4 separate regions of the Mus musculus genome follow, and regions 2, 3 and 4 are each linked to region 1. The links are chromatin contacts, called in public HiChIP or PLAC-seq and promoter capture Hi-C maps. All regions are on one chromosome and are shown on one strand. Each heading gives the region's core, a stretch centred on a gene start, on an enhancer-like site or on the middle of the called end of the contact. The rest is flanking DNA. Distances are from core to core; before and after follow the strand shown.

Region 1 (4,832 bases), core at 857-3,356:
TGTGTGGCTGAATGGGTCACTATGTGCATATGAAGGGAGCTCAGCTATGGGCTGTGGCTTTTCCCTCCTCTGTAGGACATTACAAGACTCCCCTTGCCAACCTGTGCTTCATGCTCTATCCTGCACTCAGAGGGGTGGCTTTGGCTCTAGAATTTAAAAATGAACTCTGTACATATGCCATGGAGGAAGGAGACAGGGCTACAGGAGGATGCTGAGCCTCACTCCTCAGCAGACCCTATAGCAGGACTCAGTGGTCAGAGTCTTGCCTTGGGAGGAGAAGCCTGGCCAGTTGCTCCTATACATTGACCCAAAAGTGCCACCCTAGGACAAGAGCAGGCCAAGCAGAGGCACTTCCTATAGGCAGTACCATGACTCCTGTTACCCTTAGGGCTGTGGCTGGGACCCCAAGCTGCATCCTCGCTGGGAGTTAGCTGGACACCCCTGAACACAGGGTCACCCACAGACACAGGGGAAGGCAGGACATTCCTAATGGAACCTAAAGGTGCCTCATGTGGCCAGCCTGGATGTCCCTGGACTGCAGCTGGGGGCTTTGCTGGGAGTGTGGTCTGCTTACAGAGGGAATCTAAGGCAGAGAGGACCATCTTTTGGCTGCAGCAGTGTGGGTTGAGCCAAAATCTGGTGGGGGATCTCCTGCCACTGAAACCCCCAGCTATGCCTGAAAGAGACTTTGCACCACCAGGTTCTCTGAGCACAGGGCTCTGAGAGGGCGTGGCTAGAGGAAGGGCCACAGTTGACAGGAATTACCTTGCCAGGTCAGCACAGAGCGACACTAACCCCCACCAAGTGTCATCTCAGGAGGGGGATGGAGCAGCAGTGGCTCAATGTGTGTATGTGCATGCATGTGTATGTATGTGTGCTGTGAATGTGTATGTGTGCTTATGTATATGTATGTACATGTATGCATGCACACATGTGTATGTATGTGCATGTATGTGTTTGCATGCATATATATGTGTGTGCACACATGTATGTGCTTGTGTGTATATATTTATATGTGTGCATGCACACCTGTGTGAGTTGTGTACAGGTATATCTATGTATGTGTGTGCATGTGAGTGTATATGTGTGTGCACGCATGTATGTGCATATGAGAGAGACAGTGTGTGTGTGTGTGTGTGTATGTGTGGAGAACCTTAAGTCTCCTATGCTGTTTCCCACTAAGCTGTCAAGTGCTCCTCCTGTCTATGAGGACCCCCCCCCCCCCACTCAACTCTGAAGTTCCAGGCACCCAACCATGTCAGGCATTTGTATGGGCTCTGGGACCCCAAACTCAGGTCCTCATGCGTGCACAGCAGGTGAACTTTCCACTAACCCATCTCCCCAAACTGTTGTGGATAGCCCTGGGGATAATTATATTTGATATTAATTCTGGTCTCCTGTGAGTGGATGGGAACAAGGAATGAGTCAGCCAGCACTCAGGTGGTTTCCTGTAAACCTGCTTCCCACCTTAATTTGTAAAATAAAGGCGAGCTGCTGATTGGGCAGATAAAAGGGAAGGTGGAGTGGAAGATGAGGAGAGAGAAGGAGGAGAAAATGGAAGGTGAAGAGCAGAAGCACATGGCCTGGAGAAACCTCAAGTTCTAAGGGGTCTCATAAACTGTGGAAGATGGTAGTGGAGTGGTAGATCTGCCCAATCTAGGCGCACAGCATGTATTCATATTAACTGAGTCATGTTTTCATTGCCCGGGCATATTTGGGAGGAGATTTACTGCAACACCAAACCTTCCGTTAGTAAGTGCAGGACTGTTTGCTTTAACACAGGTGAGTCTTCCAGGTGAGTTCTATTGCAGGCAACATTTGGTGGTTGTAAAGCGTCCGTCCCTCTTTCCGTCTTTTGATGAACTTTGCAAACTGTTAAACAGGGACCGGTTCCTCTGGCTGGCGCTTCCACCTGAAGACTCAGAAGCTGTACTGTTGGGGAGAGAGTAGTGTCAAGAAGAACCAAAGGAATTCCCCTAAGAGACTGGGGCCCCGCCTCCTGGATCACACCTTGTCGAAGTGCTGTGCCTTTAAGGTCTTTTGGGGGCGGGTTGTCAGCCACCCGCCCTCATTCGCTGACAGCCCGAGCGCGGGTGGCTGGAACTCGGAGTTTAGAGAAGAACTTGCAGGGTGACGGAGTCGCGCCTCTGCTGTGTTCCTGATCCGGTGGGGCCATGCCCGACACACACTGAGCGCGTGTAGCGCCGGCTGCGGGAGGGCGAGGCGCACGCCGTGTCGGTCATGGGCAGCTTCCAGCTGGAAGACTTTGTGGCAGGCTGGATCGGAGGTGAGTTTGCTTGCGAAAGACCACCCCCACCCCCGCACCACAGGGCAAACTGCCCGGCGGCGCCAAGCCAGCTGTTCGCACCCAGTGTGCTCAGTGCTTTGCATTGCCCATCCAGGAGTGAGCTACGCCTGTAGCACCGGGTGTCCCTAGCCCAGTCCGCTTGGCTGGTCCTGAGTTCCCTCCTAATTTGTGAAGCCAAGCTCTTTAAGAGTCACATCGATTTTCTCGAGCTTCTGATTTGCCTCAACTTAGGCTCCAACGTAACTCGGGTCCCATAATGATTAAACCGCTGGTCAGGGCAGACAACCAATGGAGTCACCCAAATATGCGCACACCCTTCAGTGACCGGGGGCATACCTGAGTTGGTGACATCTCCAAGTTACTAGCGCTTGGGTTAGCGCTTGGTTTGGCAGCTGAAATCCGGGTCTCAGGGCGGCCAAGAACTTGGACTTCAAGATCAGGTTGTCTTAAGGGCATTGATCCTGAAGGGAGCGGAGCCCGCAGGGTAGGAAGTCGAGCGCTGTGGTGTAGTGGCTCGCGACACTACAGCTGAGAGGAATCCCTCTGGTTTGGCCGCCTTCAGCACCCCCATCTTTAGCTCTTCTGAACTTTTTGGTACCCCACCCCAACCCCTCAGCTGTTGCTAGGTTCACCACCAAGCCGGAGTAGTTAACAAAAGTAAAGTTTCTGAATAAAGTCCAGCTGGAGCTTGCTGTGTCCTGAGGTCTCTCTCTGTCAAGTCAGAGGCTGAGAGCCTGAGTCTCTGCCTCAGGCTCCCTGCAAAGCCGGTCTCATAGCCAGTCACCTGCAACCCATGGACAGGATGCTTAGCAGGTTCCAGGTAGGCTGAAGTACCTGTGCTGTGTCTTCCAAGGTTTGTATTCTCCATTAAAAAATGCCTCCAGCTCAAGTGTATGATTTGATGATTTTTAGTAACTCCATCAAGAGGTAAAACACCCCTCTAAGCTGCAGAGTATTTTTATGCCTCATCTTCCCCGTGAGTCACAGTTGTGCCCCTGCCTCTCAGAACAGCCACTGTCCTCTACATTTGCTTTTCTTGGCTATTGTGTATTGAATCCTGCATCCCGTGCCCTTTGCTCCGCTTATGCGTATTTCTCTCATTACATAGCAACCCCAACGAAGTAGGTGCCTTTACAGCCTTATTCAGCAGATAGGAAATGGAAATATAGAAGAAATTGGTGACTTTCCTAAGGTGAGCATCTGCAGGCACTAGGACTCTAATCCAGGCAACAGGGCACCAAGGGTTTGCCTAGGGCCTTGAAAGTCCTTGAAAGTCCTTGAACCCCCAAACTTGCCTATAGCAGTTGTCTTTCTTAATGACACTGTGCAACAAAATTTCACTACAATATCCTCCACATTTGTTTGAAGCTCAGCAGACTTTCCAAGCTTCGGAAACTACTGCCTTAGTACCCTCCCTTTTACTTTGCACCCCTGATTTCAGGTAGGTGGTAAGGGTGAACAGGGAGGTGCCTGTCTGCAGCTGACTCTGAGCTACTTCTCCAGATGTGGGGATACCTGCCCTGCTCTAGGCAGGGAGACGAGGTACCCTAAGAGCTGAGCCCCTCCCTCCCTGCTGGACAGAGTGAGGATTTGCCTGCTTCTATTCACCTCTGGGCTGCCAAGTTCACGGAGTGTGGAGGGTGAAGAAGACAGAAGGTTCTAGACCAAGCAACAAGTGTCCTTGTTGCCTGGCTTGTTAAACTCACGTCTGATGGCAGAGTTGTCATCCGTGTGGTAGGGGAATTGGTCATGGAGAAAGAGCCCTGTGTGACTGTCGGTTGCTGAGCACCACAGAGGCTTCTTAACCTAGGTCTGGGACTGTTTTACACCAGTATGTGTGTAGCCAAGTGTTTTGTCTGTCTGTCTGTCCCTCTCTCTTTCTCTCTGTCTGTCTGTCTCTCTCTGTCTCTCTCTGCCTCTGTCTCTCTCTATTTGCTTCTCTGTCTGACTGTCTCTTTGTCTCTGTCTGTCTGTCTGTCTGTCTCTCTCTCTCTCTGTCTCCCCCTTACACTCCTGCTTTGAAGCTATTCATTTCATTGTTTGCTAAACACGTGCTTTAGAGTTTACTGTTTAACATGACCAAAGAAGAGCCTATGTTCATTCAGTGATCACTCCTAATTCCCCTCCCTATAGCCCTAGAACCTATTTATCTGTTTTTCTTGTGGATTTGCCTATTCTACCTAATACATTTAAATAAGGTTGCATAGCACACCTTTGTGTCTGGCATCTCTTGCTTAGCATACCATGGTTTTTAAGGTTTGCCCACATTGCAGTAGGGTTCATCCTCCCTGTTTTGTGACCCCAGGTAGAGCATGGGTAACAGATCCAAGAAATGATTCCATCAAAGTCTAGCTTAACAAGTCAGTTTACTGGAGTTACTTACAGAGGTATAGGCAAGGGGTTAGTTACCGGAGCCTGGGTGACTCATAGGCAGCTGCTGCTCAGAACACACACCCCAGCACGGCTGCCGGCTCCTAAGCTGCTGCGTACGTGTTCTCAGGACAGCTGAGCAGGCATCTCTCCC
Region 2 (4,832 bases), core at 601-3,100, 220 kb before region 1:
CTGATGCCAGTGCCTTTGCAGGCATATTCAGAATAAGACACCCAACAGGAATCAGTCAAGCCAGGAGTAGAGCTTTCATCTCCTTTCTGCTTAGCGCTCTTCGAGACTTTCAGGGCTGCCTTAATATCGTGCCAGGATACAGGGCCTCAGAGGAAAAGAACTAAGATTCTTCAATTTAATGTGTATATTTTGTCTGTGTATGTGAATGTGCACAACAATCGGGTTGTGAGCCACCATACAAGTGCTGGAGCCAAACCAGTGTCCTCTGCAAGATCAAAACCAGCTCTTCATCACTGAGCCACCCACCTCTCCAGCTCCACTGTTGACCATGGGAATAATTAAAGGGTCTCCACTCCTGAGACCTTAAAACACACGTCACCTTGACTCAAGGTCTTTTGGGGGGGGGTGTTGGTTTTTGAGACAGGGTTTCTCTGTGTAGCCCTGGCTATCCTGGAACTCACTGTGGTGCAGGCTAGCCTCAGGAACTCAAGAGTTCTGCCTGCTTCTGCCTATGAAAGCTGGGATTAAAGATGTTCACCACCACTGTGCCTGGCAAGGACTCTAAAGTCTAAATCAGGAACTCGCAGGAGGGTTTTGAGAGAGGAGGAGTTGGGGAGCCTCTGTTTGACACGAAGAGTAAGAATGGTTTGGATAATGTCTGACTCATATTTAGGTAATTCTGGGTACTGGAGTAGTTCTGACCCCAAAGGCTTAAGACAAAAAGCAACGTCTAATTGCCCAATGAATTGGTCATGCTGTCCTCAGACTCAAGGACCAGAAGCCAGCAGTCTTCCTTATGCTTGGCTAAAGACTCCTCAGACTTCAGGAATACTCCTGCCTGGCTCTACCTTCTCCTGTTATTGCCACATTGTCTCTGAAGGTAGAAATTAAGGGCAGGGACCACCAGCCGGGGGGGGGGGGGGGGGGGGGGGGGAGGATAGGCCCTTCCTGGTCTGTGAACAGACAAGCCCCTGCCCTGCTCCCATCAAATTCTCCAGGGCTTGAAGTCCCTGCTGGTCTTCCTCAGAGGGCTTGGAAAAGGGTCCCCTGAATTCCAAGGAGAGATTTAAAGGAAACCTTTAAGGTAATTTAAGCCTTTAAGTATCACATCGTATTAAATATGTGTATACATATATAGTCTAGATCCCACATTACATTGAATTATATAGCATTCTAGAAGTTTTACATGTGACTATTACACAGCCTTACACTACAATTTTTCCTTAAATGTCGATTAATTTGAATTATGTGGGTTCTTCTTTTTTTTAATTTGTAGAATTTTTTTTTTCCAGTTTCAAACATTTCCATAAATCCTTCCGAGAAAAATCCTGAGGCTTTGTGTTTCTGTTTTGTGGGGTTGTGGCGGTGGGTGGGGTCGGGTAGGAGACCGCCTGATCTCCTCTATCCCCTCTGCCGACCTCCATCAGTCCTCCGGGAGGTGCCAGATTGTGTGGGCGGCGTCGCCTGGGGATGGTGGGATGGGACTCCCACCCGACTGAGGCTGCGGCGCCTTCTCGGGCTGGGTGGGGAAACTCCATCAGTGTGGCTCTCCCCTCCCCCTGGGTCGGAGAGGAGGGAGTGGAGGGCTCTCCAATTGGAGAGTCTTTCATGTCTTTGTTTTTGCAGTGATTAACCCGTCCGAGCGCGCTCCGAGCGTGGCTCCAGGCAGCGCCGGGTGGGGGTGGAGGTGGGGAGGGGACCGAGGGCAAGGCCTGGGAAGGGGTGGGGGCGACTCCAGGCTTTGTCGCTTTCAGGGGAACTTTGCTACCATAGCAATGGAGCTTTCTAAGGCCTGACTTTGATTTCGATCCCATTAAAAGAGCCTGTCTGCTCAGTCTCGCGAGTGGAGAGGGCGTTCCGTCCTCACTAGCTTGCCCTGTGCCCTCCCTACTAGGGGTGGGCAGGATGCTGCAGCGCCAGGAGAGCTGAGCCCGCAGACCCGGCGAGCAGAGCACGTTGGGGGTCGCTGGGATGGGCCCCCAGCCCCACACGCCCACTCCCTAGGGAGCTGCGTCCGGTCTGTAGCCTTGGGACTGGGGCGAGGCGAGCTGTCCAGCCCCGGCCGGCCAGAGGGAGGCCCGGCACCTGCCGGTTGTTCCACCTCTGCATGCATTTCACACTTTTCTATCCTGTTAGGCACCGCGCTCCTCTGTCGACGCGGACTCGTCTAACGCCCTGTTTTTGTTTTTTGGTGGTTTTTTTTTTTTTAAGTGCCATGTAGGCTTAATCTAGTTAGACGATTTTCTGCTTAAAATTGCATTGTTAAAGGCAATTGTTTAAAAGTGGGCCGAGGGCGAGGGCGCTCAATCTTTGAACCGGACGGGGTTGGCAGTCCTAGGCTGTGCACCGGTGGCGCACTGCACTGATCGGCCAGCGCCGGGCCAGAGCCCGGAGGGGGAGGGAGACACGGAACAATCTTCGGGCTTTCTACGGCTGGCCGAGCTATTAGCGCCGTTTACCCAAGCGCAAACAGATGCAAATGTCTCCGAAAACGTCGCACAAAGCTGTGCAGACAGAGGCGGCCTCTTCCGGTCTCAATAGCACTTTATTCCCAGTCCAGCGTCCTCCGAGTGGAGGGAAAGGGTCCGCACGCATTTTTTCACATTGGCTGGAAGTGGGTGGGGGCAGACAGAGCCTGCCACCGCTTGTGCTACACACTCCAGCTGCTGCGCGTTGAGGACCGGCCAGAGGGTGCAATGGCTCTGGGGACGCCAGACCTGGGGCCTGGAGGAGACAGCGGCGGGACTAGTGCTGTGGGAGGCGTTCTGAGAGACTTCGGATCTTTTCAGGTCCACAAAGGCCTAGCTAGCGTAATGGTCACGCTAGCACGAAAGGGCGAGTGCCCGCCACACCGGAAAAAAAGTGGGATCACACTTCCACAAGAACCAGAAGTAGTAAACTTGCAGTTGGGGTGCGCAACGGGTGTCACTGCACTCCTATCCTCGAGGAGAGCTAGCCAGAGTGCTCCTTGCTGGGCCCCTTGAGGAGGCTCGGAGACTCGACTAGCCCAGGGATAGCTCCTGCTTAGGGTCGGTCAGGCATCTTCTAATCTCACCGGCAGAGAATTCTGGTTTAGGAGGAGTCGTACAACTTGACCCTATGGAAGGCGATGCGGGAACTTCTGGCCTTCAGAGCAGAGAAGACCTGCCAGTAAAAGAGAGAGGGAGGGAGGGAAAAAGAGAAAGGGGGAGGAGAGAGGGAGATGAGGGAGAACAGAACAGATGGAGATTCAGCTGGTGTGCCCCAAGTGTGGTCCAGTGGTCATCATTTCCAGCTTAAACCCAGCCCTTCTTTCCAGTAGGGTTCATGCAAGAAAACTTCCGGCCTCGGGGCCAGGAATCTGGCAACACCACAGGCACAGTCCGGGAGCTGCATCAACTCTTCATACTTAAGCCAAAAAGTCCGTTCACTGGAGCTAGGGAAAACACAAGGATCTCACCAATAAAGGGGTCTTTAGGCTTCAGGGAGAGTTCAGGCTTCCATAAACTTTACCAAGGTCCTTTTTCACTATTGTTTCTCAGTGTCAGGGGAATAAATGAATGAGTTTGGGAGGGATATTCTGCGTAGGGAAGAATCCTTTCCAGATAGGACTCCTCACACCCACATCTTCTATCTGCCTCATTCTCCCAAATGGTTTCACGTTCCAGTGTCATCGATGGCTTTGTCAGCCTCGAAGTTTTATCTAGCTATCTATCAGTTTTATCTAGCCCAAACCCACACTAAGAGCAGGCGGTACATTTTAACACCAGTCCAGATTTAACTGCTCAGAGAAGGTGTTTTGAATGGTCATGACCGGGTGATGAGGACTCCACGTTGAGTTGTCTAGCCAACAGTGCAGAGCCAGGATTTGAACCCTGGTAGTTCATGCCAGTGTCCCTATGCAGTCTACTGAGTTTGTTACAAATGCAGCTTCTTTCTCCTCTAACCCCAACGTCACCCGCAGCTCTTGAGATTCTTTTCTCAGAGTTAGAGGGCCGCAGCCTCTCTCCCAAGAGGCTCATCCAGGTCGCCTGGGGCAGGTGCAGGGCTGGGCGGGCTCATGGGGCGGGGTGGGGGGCGTTATCTCCTGAGCTGTGGCGCCCCGCACATCTGTTTATCTCTGAAGCCGCGCTGGATTGGATTTCCCCATGATGTTTATCTCCCTCCGAGGAGCAGTGCGCAGCGGCTACGCAGAGCGCAGCTGCTGGGCATTGATTGACAGGTGGGAAGCTGGGCCTCCCGCCTCTCCTGCATCTGGGTGGGGGCTGCTTCGTTGTCCACCGCCCACCCAGATTTTAGAGCGCTGCAGGTGAGCATGCTGCTGGCAGCCAGGTGCCTCCCGGGTCTTTGGTCCTGGCAATTAGGGACCACTTAACTGAGGCAGAGACAGCCTAGTTAGGGTCACCGGCAGGGAGAGGGGCGGCAACAGACTAGTGAAAAGATGGATGAAGGCCTAACAAGTCATTTCCTAACTTGTCAGAGAGGCAGCCAAGAGGAACCCAGAGAAGATCCTCAGAAGTGCTCTCTGCTCCTGAGTCCTTGGGGGCGCCTAGGACCACCAAATAGTTGTTAAAGAAGGTGCAATAAGGCCCAGAGTAGGACCACTACAGGAGGCTGTGGAGTTTAGAAAATGCCAGGAGGTGGCCTCTCTCCGTGCTCCTCTCTGGCCTTGCAGTGAGTACTTGTATGTAATCACCTGAAGTGACAAGTCTTATTTACACATTGACCTGGTTCTGTCTGGTTGTCTGGTTGGCATTGACTCTTCATTGAGGAGACATTGACTTATTTTACACACTCCACAAAGTAACCAGCTAGTAGCAATTACTCCAACGTAAGTAAATCGAAGGGCTGTT
Region 3 (4,832 bases), core at 665-3,164, 210 kb after region 1:
GAAAGGAAAGGAAAGGAAAGGAAAGGAAAGGAAAGGAAAGGAAAGGAAAGGGGAAAAAAAAACAAGGAAGAAAACGAGCCTTGTTGGGTGGTAGCACATGCCTTTAATCCCAGCACTCTGGAGGCAGAGACATATATCTCTGTGAGTTCCAGGTCAGCCTGGTCTATAGATAGGCTACACCAAGAAACCCTTTCTCAAACAAACAAACAAACAAACAATGCCCAAACAAAAGCCAACCAACCAAAACAAACAACAACCAGAAAAAAAAACACACACACAAAAAAAAGCTAAAGCCAACCAACCACCAAACCAAACCAACAAAACCAGGGTCTCGTGTTTCATGTAAATAGGCTAAGCTGGCCTGGAACTCCTCTTGATATTCCTGCCTCCATTTCCTAAGTTCTAGAGTTATAGGTTCATGCTGCTGATCGGGACGAAGGGAGAACAGATCACAAAGAGAAACAAAAGCTTCCTTGCCTCCATTGGGTGATAGCTTAGGTGCTAAAGTCCTAGAGAATCCACACTACCAAAGCCACAGGAGGGCCTTCCCGGTCCTTTTTCTCATTAAGATGAAAAATGGATTTCACAGAGGGTGAGTGAGCTGGTTACTTTCTACTGTCAATCTAGAGTCGCCTTGGAAGAGAGAAGCTCCCTTGAAGGTTTGCCTCAATCACTTTGCCATGGCTATATCTATGAGATGTGGTCTTAGCTGACAACTGGTGTGGGACAACCCAGCCACTATGGGTAGCACCATTCCTAGGCTCACGTGTCTAGGCTCTATAAGAAACCTAGCTGAGCACAAATCAAGGGAGAGCAAGCCATAAACACGGTTCCTCCACCATCTCTGCTTCAGTTCCTGCCTCTGGGTTCTTGTCTTGAGTTCCTGCTCTGATTTCCCTCAGTGATTGACTGCATCCTAGATGTGTAGCTGAAATAAACCCTTTCCTCTCCAAGTTGCTCTCAGTCCTGCTGTTTATCATAGTAACAGAAAAGCCACTAGAACGATAAGCTTTACTGCAAGCGTATTATAGCTTCAGAGGTGACAGCTGCTGCCCTGGAGTAAGAGTGGTGTGTTCCAAAGATGGGTTGCTGCCAAGGGCCACTGTCTGGAGTTAATAAGGACTGTCTATCTTGAGGTGTGGGTAGTGGTGAGCATGAGCCAGTCAGTCCAGTTGGTCCAACCTCTGGGGGTCTGTGTAAAAGAAGAAGAAATATGACAGAGCCCCCAAACACTTGCTGCTTACGGCCAAGGACAAGAATGGAAGTCCCTGTCCCTAAAGCTTCCTCGCCAGTTTCTATTTCCTGTTTTCATCACCACAATGCCCAGCTCAGCATCCTTAACACACTCTGGTTTGCTGCCTCTTAAAAGTTGGGACGACGAAGACTCTGAAGCCACCGCTTTGCCGCTTTGGGATGGAACCGCAGACTCTTGCATCATAACGGGTGACACTGACGTCTCTGGTCCCTGGGGCCACAGCCAAGGGTCAAAGTCTCAGTGGGTTCAGAAAGACTAGTTAGGCACCCTCAAGGGTAGTCATGGGACCGACGACACTCCCTAGGACTTGTTGGAAGCAAACTTTGCCCCCCACCCCCACCCCCCACTGGCTCAGCCCTCTTGGATCAGAAATTCCCCATAGTTTCAGGAAACCCACTGAGATGCAGGAAGCCTGAGACTTACTCACTACCAGGGATGTAGACACACATCAGCTGGGGTGGCAGCAGGGCCTGCAGAGAGAGGATGCTGGCTCTTTCCAGCCTCATTCCCCAGGGGCCTGGCCCTAAGGAGCAGGAAGCAGACAAAAGTCTGCCAGCACATCTGGCAAGCCAGCATGAATTCTGCTTCCTGATAAGGTCAGGGGTAGCTGCATGGGTATCATTATGTAAATATGCAAAAAGCAACATTCTTGGAGGGAAGCCCTTCTCTCTGTGATTTTAATGAGCTGTGGCCCAGGCCAAGCCCCAGATGTCTAGTCCACAGCAGCTGCCACAGAGAGAAAAACACATCTGAGGTGTTTGTTTTCCTCTCAATTGAATGTATCAGTTTCTAGAGTCTAAACACCCATTTCTGGAAAGCTTAGGGATTTCCCTAGCCTGTGGAAACAGGAAAGCATGTGTCTGAAAGGAAGGGGCAGGATTATCATCCTAGCAGGGCACACACACCTTCTTCCCCACTTGCCTTGCATTCTTCTCTGTATTTCTTGGTTTGAATCAATGGACCCCAAGGAATTGGAATTCCCCCAGGGACTTCATGTTGATAGAGACAACAAAAACAAAAAGCTGACACCTAGTGCCAGCTAAAGGAGGGGAGCCTGTCTCCCAGAAAGAGATGGATAACACATCATGTCACCCTGCTGGAGTTAATCAGCTAAGAGTGAGTCAGTGGTGGACAGGACCACACCTTGACCAAGATTGCTATTTGCTTATGCACACCTTTTGCCCTCTATTTAAACCTTAGCCTTGGGCCAGAGATGGCTCATCAGGTAGACCTGTGCTGCCAAGTCTGACAACCTTGGGTTTATCCACGGAACCCAGATGGTAGGAGGAGAGAACCAAAGGTGCAAATCACACACACACAGAGTCACAGTCACACAGACACTCAAACAGACAGTCACACCGAAACAGATATAGTCGCACACACATACAACACAGTCACACACAGAGGCACACACACCATATACACCACACATTTATTTACACACACTATACACACATATAAACACATACTACACAGAAACCACACATGCACACACCACACCCCACTCACACACACTCTCACACACACTACACACATATACACACTACACATACACACCACACACACACACATACCACACATACCACACACAACACATACACACACTACACAGACCACACACCACACACACTACACACACATATATACATTATACACACATACCACACACATACATACACACACCACACACACCACACAATACATACACACTGCACACACATATATACATTATACATACACACCACACACATACATACACTATACATACACACACCACACACCACATACACCACACATATACCACAATACATACACACTGCACAAACATATACATACACATACACACATACATACACACACTAAATAAATAAATAAATAAATAAATAAATAATCAAATAACTTTAGACCCTTTAAACCTCATACCAGTATCCTGGAGATGAATGTCCTAGTTAGTTTTTAGAGCCAACTGGGTGGAGGAAACCTTAAATGAAGAGTTGCCTTAATCAGACTGGCCATGTCTATGAGAGATAGTCTTGATTGAGGATGGACATGGAAGGGCTCAGCCCACTGTGTGCAGCACCATCCCTGAAGCCCTGTGTATGTGTGAGTGTGTGTATGTGTGAGTGTGTGTGTGTGAGTGTGTGTATGTGAGTGTGTATGAGTGAGTGTGTGTGAGTGTGTGTATGTGTGAGTGTTTGTGAGTGTGTGTATGTGAGTGTGTATGAGTGAGTGTGTGTGAGTGTGTGAGCCAGTGAGCAGCAGCATTCCTCCACCATTCCTGCATCTAGGTCCTTGCCCTGAGTTCTTGTCCTGACTTCCCTCAGTAATGTGATTATGTGTGAGAGAGAGTGTGTGTGTGTGAGTGTGTGTGAGTATGAGTCTGTGTGAGTGTGTCAGTGTGTATGAGTATGTATGTATGTGAGTGTATGTATGTGTGTGTAGTGTGAGTGTGTGAGAGTGTGAGTCTGTCCTCTTTTTATTTTTTAGCACATTGATTCCAAATGGACTTGTGTCTATGGGACCGTCTATTAAGCATGGTTGACCTTCCAGATGCCACACACCCTTAATGAAACTGACTCTTACTCCCCCAGAAGCCACCAGCTGTCCCTGGCTACCTCTTATCCAGGGGCAAGAGATCATGAGAGCCCCACCCCAGCTAATACTGGAGTTGTTCGCTGGCTTCAGCTTTTGTGTATCTTGGGCAGGCAACCACAACAGTTGTCACATCATAATCACAGTGGACTGTTATATCCAGAAGATCCTGTTTTGGTCCAGTCCTCTGTGACTCCTGCTTCTAAAATCTTTCTACTTCCTGTCTCTGGATGGTCCCTGAACCTTGGGAGAAGGTGCTGTATAGAAGTGCCATTCATGAAAGCCAGGATGTTTTTAACTTCACACAGAAAAAAAAATTTTTTTCAAGACAAGTCAGTATGAAGCAGAGTAGGATTTTTTAAGAAAAGATTTTAGGGTCTGGAGAGATGGCTTAACCATTAGGAGTGCACACTGCTCTATCAGAAGACCAGAATTTGAATCCCAGCTCACAAAGGCCTGTAATGCTAGCTCCAAGGAATCTGATGCCCCCTTCTGGCCTCTGTGGACACTGACGCACACAAGCACACACACAGACACACACACACACACACACACACACACACACACACACGCTTGCGTGCGCGCACACACAGACACATACAAACAGACACATAAAGACAGATATACATTTTTTTCTAAGAAAAGATTTGAACAGATTTAACCTTGGGTGCTGTAGGGAAGCAAGAGGCTCATAGGAAAGTAATATTACAGGCAGAAATGTGAACATGGGCATCCCAAGAAAGAGCTGAAGCATCTAAACAATAATAGTACGTATGTTTTTGGTGACTTCTGATTAGACACTGTTTAAGTAGTCTTTATTTTCTGGTAAAAAGTCCTAGGTTGATTCCTGAGGTGCAGAAGCTAGGGGTTAGGACATAGGCCTGCACCTTTAGACCTGATCCCAGAGTCTGAATCAAGCCACATGTCCCTCAAGCTCTGTCTGGGACAGAGAGTTAGGCTGTCTGTGCTATGGCCTAGCAGCAGC
Region 4 (4,832 bases), core at 1,141-3,640, 190 kb before region 1:
AGCTGAGCAAAGCCCTTCTCTGTGGGACCCCCTCCCCCACACTTGGAGCTGCAGCGAGTAGAAACGCCCATGTGTGGAGGGCTATGCCACCCTAACCCGAAGTTTTAAGGCAGCTGTTGATCCCACGTGGGGACAATGCAGCCAACTCCTCACAGCTAGGAGGACCCCAGCCTTCATGGACAATACTTTAAAGGCGTTGTTTACAAATCAATTTCCTCTTCTAAATAGGGCAGCTCCAAGAGTAGACCCTTCTGATTGCCCAGACTAGGCCCACCTGTCCCTGGGGCTTCCTAGCCAGTGGCCACACTGTATTGATCTTTTTAATCCCCTCCCTTTGAAATACAGAGCCAGCTGATGTGGAGTTCCTCAAAAGACTCCAGGCCCCTACCTCTACAGGTAGCTGCGGATCGGGGCTAATTCCCCATTAGAAAGTCTTAATTGGCTTATGGGGTGCCTGAAAGTTCTCTCTTGTGTTTACAAGGCAGAAGGAATGGATGGCTCAAAGTGCCTTAATCTGTCTCCCTCGTTCTTGGCGATAGTCGGGTGCGCTTTATTTTTAAGTTGTTTTTGAAACAGGATTGGAGGTTTGGAGATGGTGGGATAATATTTCACTTTACAGGTGGAGCTGCCAAGGGGATGAGGGAAAGCCCCAGAGACACCGCTACTAGGCAAGGAAACGGGTGACTACTTTTTTTTCCCTTATTTTTTTTTATTTACACGAAGCATCTGCAGTACAAAAATGTAAACTTTGATAGCTCATAATAATAGAATAAATTCTTTATGTACAAAAATACATTTTCATATGAATGAAGCATCCTGAATAAATTAAAGTACCCTCCAGTCCAGTGCCTGAATAGCTATGCTAGCACTCAGGTTCTTCCTGGAGCAAGCCCACAGTGGCGGGGGTCGGGATCCATAATGCATGAAGCCCACTCCTTGTGGCTCCTTTTTAAGCCTTGCCATTGTATTGTCAGCCGGCTCAAACCGAATTTTCATGCTCGTTTTTCTTCATTAGAGTTCTACAAATTGTAAAATTGACTTTTCACCTCGTCTTCAGGGGCTCATCTGTCCCTTTTCCAAACCACACTGAAGTGGTGGCTGGGGTCAGTTCTGAGCCAGTCACAAAGAAGGTTTTGTGAAGTTCAGAAAGTGCAACAAAAACGAAAGGCCGTCTGGGGGCGGGCGGGGGGGGGGGGAGGCCGTGCTGGGGGTGGAGAAATAGACCGAGGGCAGCTTCAGCGAGGGTGCAGCAACCTAACAAGTGGTCAGGTATTCCCCCTCCCCCCTTTAAAGCTCCCAGAATTCACTTGGGGGTAAGTGTGGCCCCCGGAGGCTTCAGCCAGTTCCCCATCTATTATTGCTCTTAGACTGGGGGAGGAAGAAAGTATTGATGTTGCCTTACAAAGGCCTAGTGGTATGGGATGAAACAGGGCGTCGTGTGGAGCAGGTCTTTGGGCAGGCCAGGAAAGGAGAAAAGGGGATCGCCCGGGCCATAGGTGAAGTCTTCTGAAGCCGAGGGACTACTGGGGTCAGAGAGTGGTGATGCCACAGTGGCGCAGGGGGAGGCAGCGGCCCCGGAACCCCAGGACTCAGTGTCGCTGGCCGGGCTCGGGGGCCCGGGCAGACAGGGGACACACTGCGGAGGCAGGAGGCGCTCCCGGGCACTGCCCCCGGGGAGCCCTTGATCTGCCAGGCGCAGTGTCTCAGCCAGGGCCCAGATGTAGTTGTAGGCGAAGCGCAGCGTCTCAATCTTGGTGAGCTTGGTGTCGTCGGGGAACGAGGGCAGCACGCTGCGCAAGGCGTCCAGCGCAGCGTTGAGGTTGTGCATGCGGTTGCGCTCGCGATCGTTGGCTTTGACGCGACGACTCCTCCGCAGGGAGTGCAGCAGAGCCTCGGACCGCACCCGAGCGCGACCTCGCCGCCTCCGCCGTTCCTGCTCTTCGTCCTGGGCACCGGGAACATTCGATGCCCCGGAGAGGGCGGGAGCGCTCCTCCGGGCTGGCACGGACAGCCCCGAGGTGGAGGCTAGGGGCTGTAGCCTGGCACAGTCCTCCTCGTCGGTGAGGAAGCTGGACAGGTCGCTGCTGCTGTTGCTGCTGGAGCAGTCGAGATCAGAGATGCAGGTCTCCAAAGGGGCAGGCATCTTGCAGTGTGCAGGACCGACAGACGGACAGGAGGTTTGGAGGTCGGCCTTCGAAGCGCACTTACTGTCCGTACGACCCGGGGCTAGCCTGTGCCTGCTGCAGGCGCGAGGGCCGGGAAGATCGCAGGGGCTCAGGGAGTGAATGGGCTTGGCCCTCCTCGCCTCGCCTGCAGGGGCCACGCGCCGGGCTGGTCTCCTGAGTGATGTCGCCGGCGATCAGATCAGCTCCTGTGAGCACCAAGTGTGGCACACGACCGGCCTCAGGACCCCTTAAGTACGGCGCGCAACAATGGGCGCCCCCTCCCTGGCCACCTCCGCCCCCGAGGCGGCGCGGGTGAATGGCGAGAGGCGGCAGGTCAGCCCCGTGCGGCGCCTGCTATTTGCATAATTTATGCTCGCGGGAGGCCGCCCCCGCCCAGCCCCCCTCCTGGAGCGTGCCCGTAATTACCGCCGGCCAATCGGTGGCCCGGCCTGCTCCGGGAGCCGGATCAAGCGAGGGAGGCCGGGGCGTCTCTGGCCGGGAAACCCGGGCGAAGGCGGGGGCCGGGGGCGATTAGCGGCGGGCCGAGGCACACTCCTCCCAGGGGCGCGCGGGTGTCCCTCGCTGGGGTGGATGGGGAGGAGGAGCCCTGGCAGAAAGTGTGAGCTCTGTGGCGGGTGATGGAGAGCTGGGGCTGAGGCTGGAGGCTGGGTTCGCATCCCTTTGCCTGCTACTGAGTTCGCATCCCTTTGCCTGCTACTGATTGACTATTCGCATCTAAACAGACAGGACCAGTAAACAGTTACACGTCTTGAGGAGGGATAGATGTCCCTGCTCCGCCAAGGTTAATGAAGAAGACAGCAAGAGAAAGATCTAAAGATCCAATGAGTTCCCAGACTGAGCTGGGGCTTGACCCCACTCTGCCCCTGCCCGCGTACCCCTCCTCAAAGACTCACGAGGTAATATGGGGGTGTGCAGACCCCCTCTTCTCCTGAAATCTTGCTCTCTCCATTTCCAAGCATCCTCTTGTGCCGCACGTTTTGGAATGGTGCCAGCCTCAGGGGCTCACCCCAGTGCCAGCTGGCTAAGGGACTTAGCTTCTGGCCAGGAGAGAGATGTCCCACAGAAGGCAGCAAGCACACAGTGGAATTCCGTCCCCATCCCTTCTGCCAATTTGCCTATAAACTTGCCTAGTCCAGAGAAATGTCCTCATTCTGTGGGTCGAGTCATTTTCCTGTTTGCCGGACAGCAATAGAGGCTCAGGCAGCCTCTCAAATGCACCTGAGAGGAGTTATTTATTAAGGAGCAAACCTGGATCGTGGAGTCAGGTATTAAAAACAAAAGGAACACCCTAGAGGCGCCCCCCCCCCCTTTCCATGATATCTGAGTGGTGGCCTCAGGCCCAGTGCAATGCCTAGCCTGCTGTCTTCAAAGGGGCTCTGTCCAGGACACCTGCGCCTTGGTAGAGAAAGCACAGCCTCTTTGCCTATGCCTAGCTCTTGCCCCGTGGCTCCTTCCCTCTGTAGCAGCTCTTGGGCAGAAAGCTAGGACACAGTTACAGATTAGGGCTTGAGGAGGTTTGTAAAAAGTGGCAGGAAATGGCTGTAATCAGATTATGCAAGAAAAAGTAATTGTTGACAGATCCTTGGGCATCCCAGGAGCCCAAGGGCTGCTGGGAGTTGTGCAATGGTAGCTCTGCCTCTTTCTGTCCCTGTGACAGCTTCTGGTGGTCCCAGAATACCGGCACCAGTCTGACCTTGTGACAATTCCAGGCCCTGTATTTATTTCTTTGGGCTTCCTTAAAATTACCACACCACAGTGGGTGCATTAAATTTACAGAAGATCGCTCTTCTGAGGCTCAGAAGGCCAGAAGCTCAAAACCAAGATGCCAAGGGGCTTCATCCTTTTCAATTTCTTGTGGCTCCTGGATGTCCTGGCCACTAATTCATAACTGAAGCATCCCGCTCTGCCTCCTGCCTTCGTGGGTCCTACCCTGTTTTGACTCTGTGTCTTCTTCAGGAGAGCTGCATGACTGTGCACTACTGAATCCAAGATGGCTCTAGGCTCTCACTTTTATCGCATCCCCCAGAACTGTTGTTCTAGCTATGGTTACATTCTGAGGCCATGGGGGTCCAACCACTGAACCCGTGATGGCCCCATTTCTAAGTCGGGCCAGCACCCTTGGAATAGTATCCATGAGGATTTTAGCTACCCACCTCTTGCAGTACCAGAGCGTGAGAATTCACTCCCGGCTCTGACAATTAGACCAGGCAATTTAAAGTTCATTCCGTCAAACTGAACACTGACTCTGAGCTGGTGACATTTTAAAGGTCACTTGAATCATGGTGACAAGCTGGAAGAGCCATTCATTGGTCACTGGTAAAAGAGGTGGCCAGGAGGTGGTGGATGTCCAGCCAGTCTGCTGAGTGGAGCTACTGGGCTCCATTTGCCAGGTGTGTGTCTGTGGCTTAGCAAGGGAAGCAGGTCCATGCTGCCGAAGCTTAGAGACTTGCACTTACTTCATGTGGAGGTTGGTGGCTTGCTCTGGGCTGGCTGTCTATTAAGTCTGGGGTGTAGAAAGTTGGGGGTGACTGGCTAAGGGAGGCCCTGACTCCTAACTCTTGTATGGTGGGGTTCGGTGCTAGTAGAACTCATGGAGATTGTTTATTCAGCCTCTGTACTTGAAACGCAGGAAACGGAGGCCTTTTC

What was found. Promoter capture Hi-C pulls out the DNA fragments that hold promoters and counts their contacts. HiChIP or PLAC-seq counts read pairs in DNA pulled down with a chosen protein or histone mark.
Region 2: a contact with region 1 is called in an H3K4me3 HiChIP or PLAC-seq map of embryonic forebrain, with 4 times the contacts expected there. The contact joins the enhancer-like site here to the promoter of Slc25a48 in region 1. A contact is called at or near these places in 14 of 39 promoter capture datasets (the 3T3-L1 cell line, 3T3-L1-derived adipocytes, the C10 cell line and 8 more), 1 of 484 Hi-C or Micro-C datasets (embryonic stem cells), 14 of 115 datasets of contacts at active chromatin or transcription factors (craniofacial prominence, embryonic basal ganglia, embryonic forebrain and 6 more) and 3 of 9 other capture datasets (embryonic stem cells, macrophages and pancreatic islet).
Region 3: a promoter capture Hi-C map of embryonic stem cells shows a contact between it and region 1, with 2.9 times the contacts expected there. The contact joins the enhancer-like site here to the promoter of Slc25a48 in region 1. A contact is called at or near these places in 4 of 39 promoter capture datasets (embryonic stem cells, hippocampal neurons and stem cell-derived epiblast-like cells), 2 of 484 Hi-C or Micro-C datasets (liver and rod photoreceptor), 1 of 115 datasets of contacts at active chromatin or transcription factors (pancreatic cancer cells) and 2 of 9 other capture datasets (adipose tissue and embryonic stem cells).
Region 4: a contact with region 1 is called in an H3K4me3 HiChIP or PLAC-seq map of stem cell-derived neural progenitor cells, with 71 read pairs. The contact joins the promoter of Neurog1 here to the promoter of Slc25a48 in region 1. A contact is called at or near these places in 15 of 39 promoter capture datasets (the 3T3-L1 cell line, the HPC-7 cell line, HPC-7-derived erythroid cells and 10 more), 2 of 15 datasets of contacts at CTCF or cohesin (both in embryonic stem cells), 2 of 484 Hi-C or Micro-C datasets (bone marrow-derived macrophages and embryonic fibroblasts), 21 of 115 datasets of contacts at active chromatin or transcription factors (craniofacial prominence, differentiating embryonic stem cells, embryonic basal ganglia and 10 more) and 4 of 9 other capture datasets (adipose tissue, liver, macrophages and 1 more).

The regions. Positions count from the first base shown.
Region 1 is chr13:56,436,249-56,441,080 of GRCm38.p6, forward strand. Slc25a48 (solute carrier family 25, member 48) reads left to right here and starts at 2,107. Exons shown (of 8, transcript NM_177809.4): 1 at 2,107-2,287. The coding sequence starts at 2,242.
Region 2 is chr13:56,219,696-56,224,527 of GRCm38.p6, forward strand. It overlaps 4930550C17Rik (RIKEN cDNA 4930550C17 gene), which reads right to left. Exons shown (of 5, transcript NR_131023.1): 5 at 2,529-3,415. Among named protein-coding and RNA genes, the nearest start is that of 4930550C17Rik, 22 kb to the right of the region's middle. Within about 2 kb of position 1,851, at least 70 of the 459 cell types and tissues checked have an H3K27ac peak or open chromatin away from gene starts, as enhancers often do. A contact at or near this core is called in craniofacial prominence, embryonic basal ganglia, embryonic forebrain and 1 more, where this site is marked.
Region 3 is chr13:56,646,342-56,651,173 of GRCm38.p6, forward strand. No RefSeq gene overlaps it. Among named protein-coding and RNA genes, the nearest start is that of Gm40961, 17 kb to the right of the region's middle. Within about 2 kb of position 1,915, at least 91 of the 459 cell types and tissues checked have an H3K27ac peak or open chromatin away from gene starts, as enhancers often do. A contact at or near this core is called in adipose tissue, embryonic stem cells, liver and 1 more, where this site is marked.
Region 4 is chr13:56,249,790-56,254,621 of GRCm38.p6, forward strand. It overlaps Neurog1 (neurogenin 1), which reads right to left and starts at 2,391. Exons shown (of 1, transcript NM_010896.3): 1 at 689-2,391. The coding sequence starts at 2,143. The coding sequence ends at 1,409.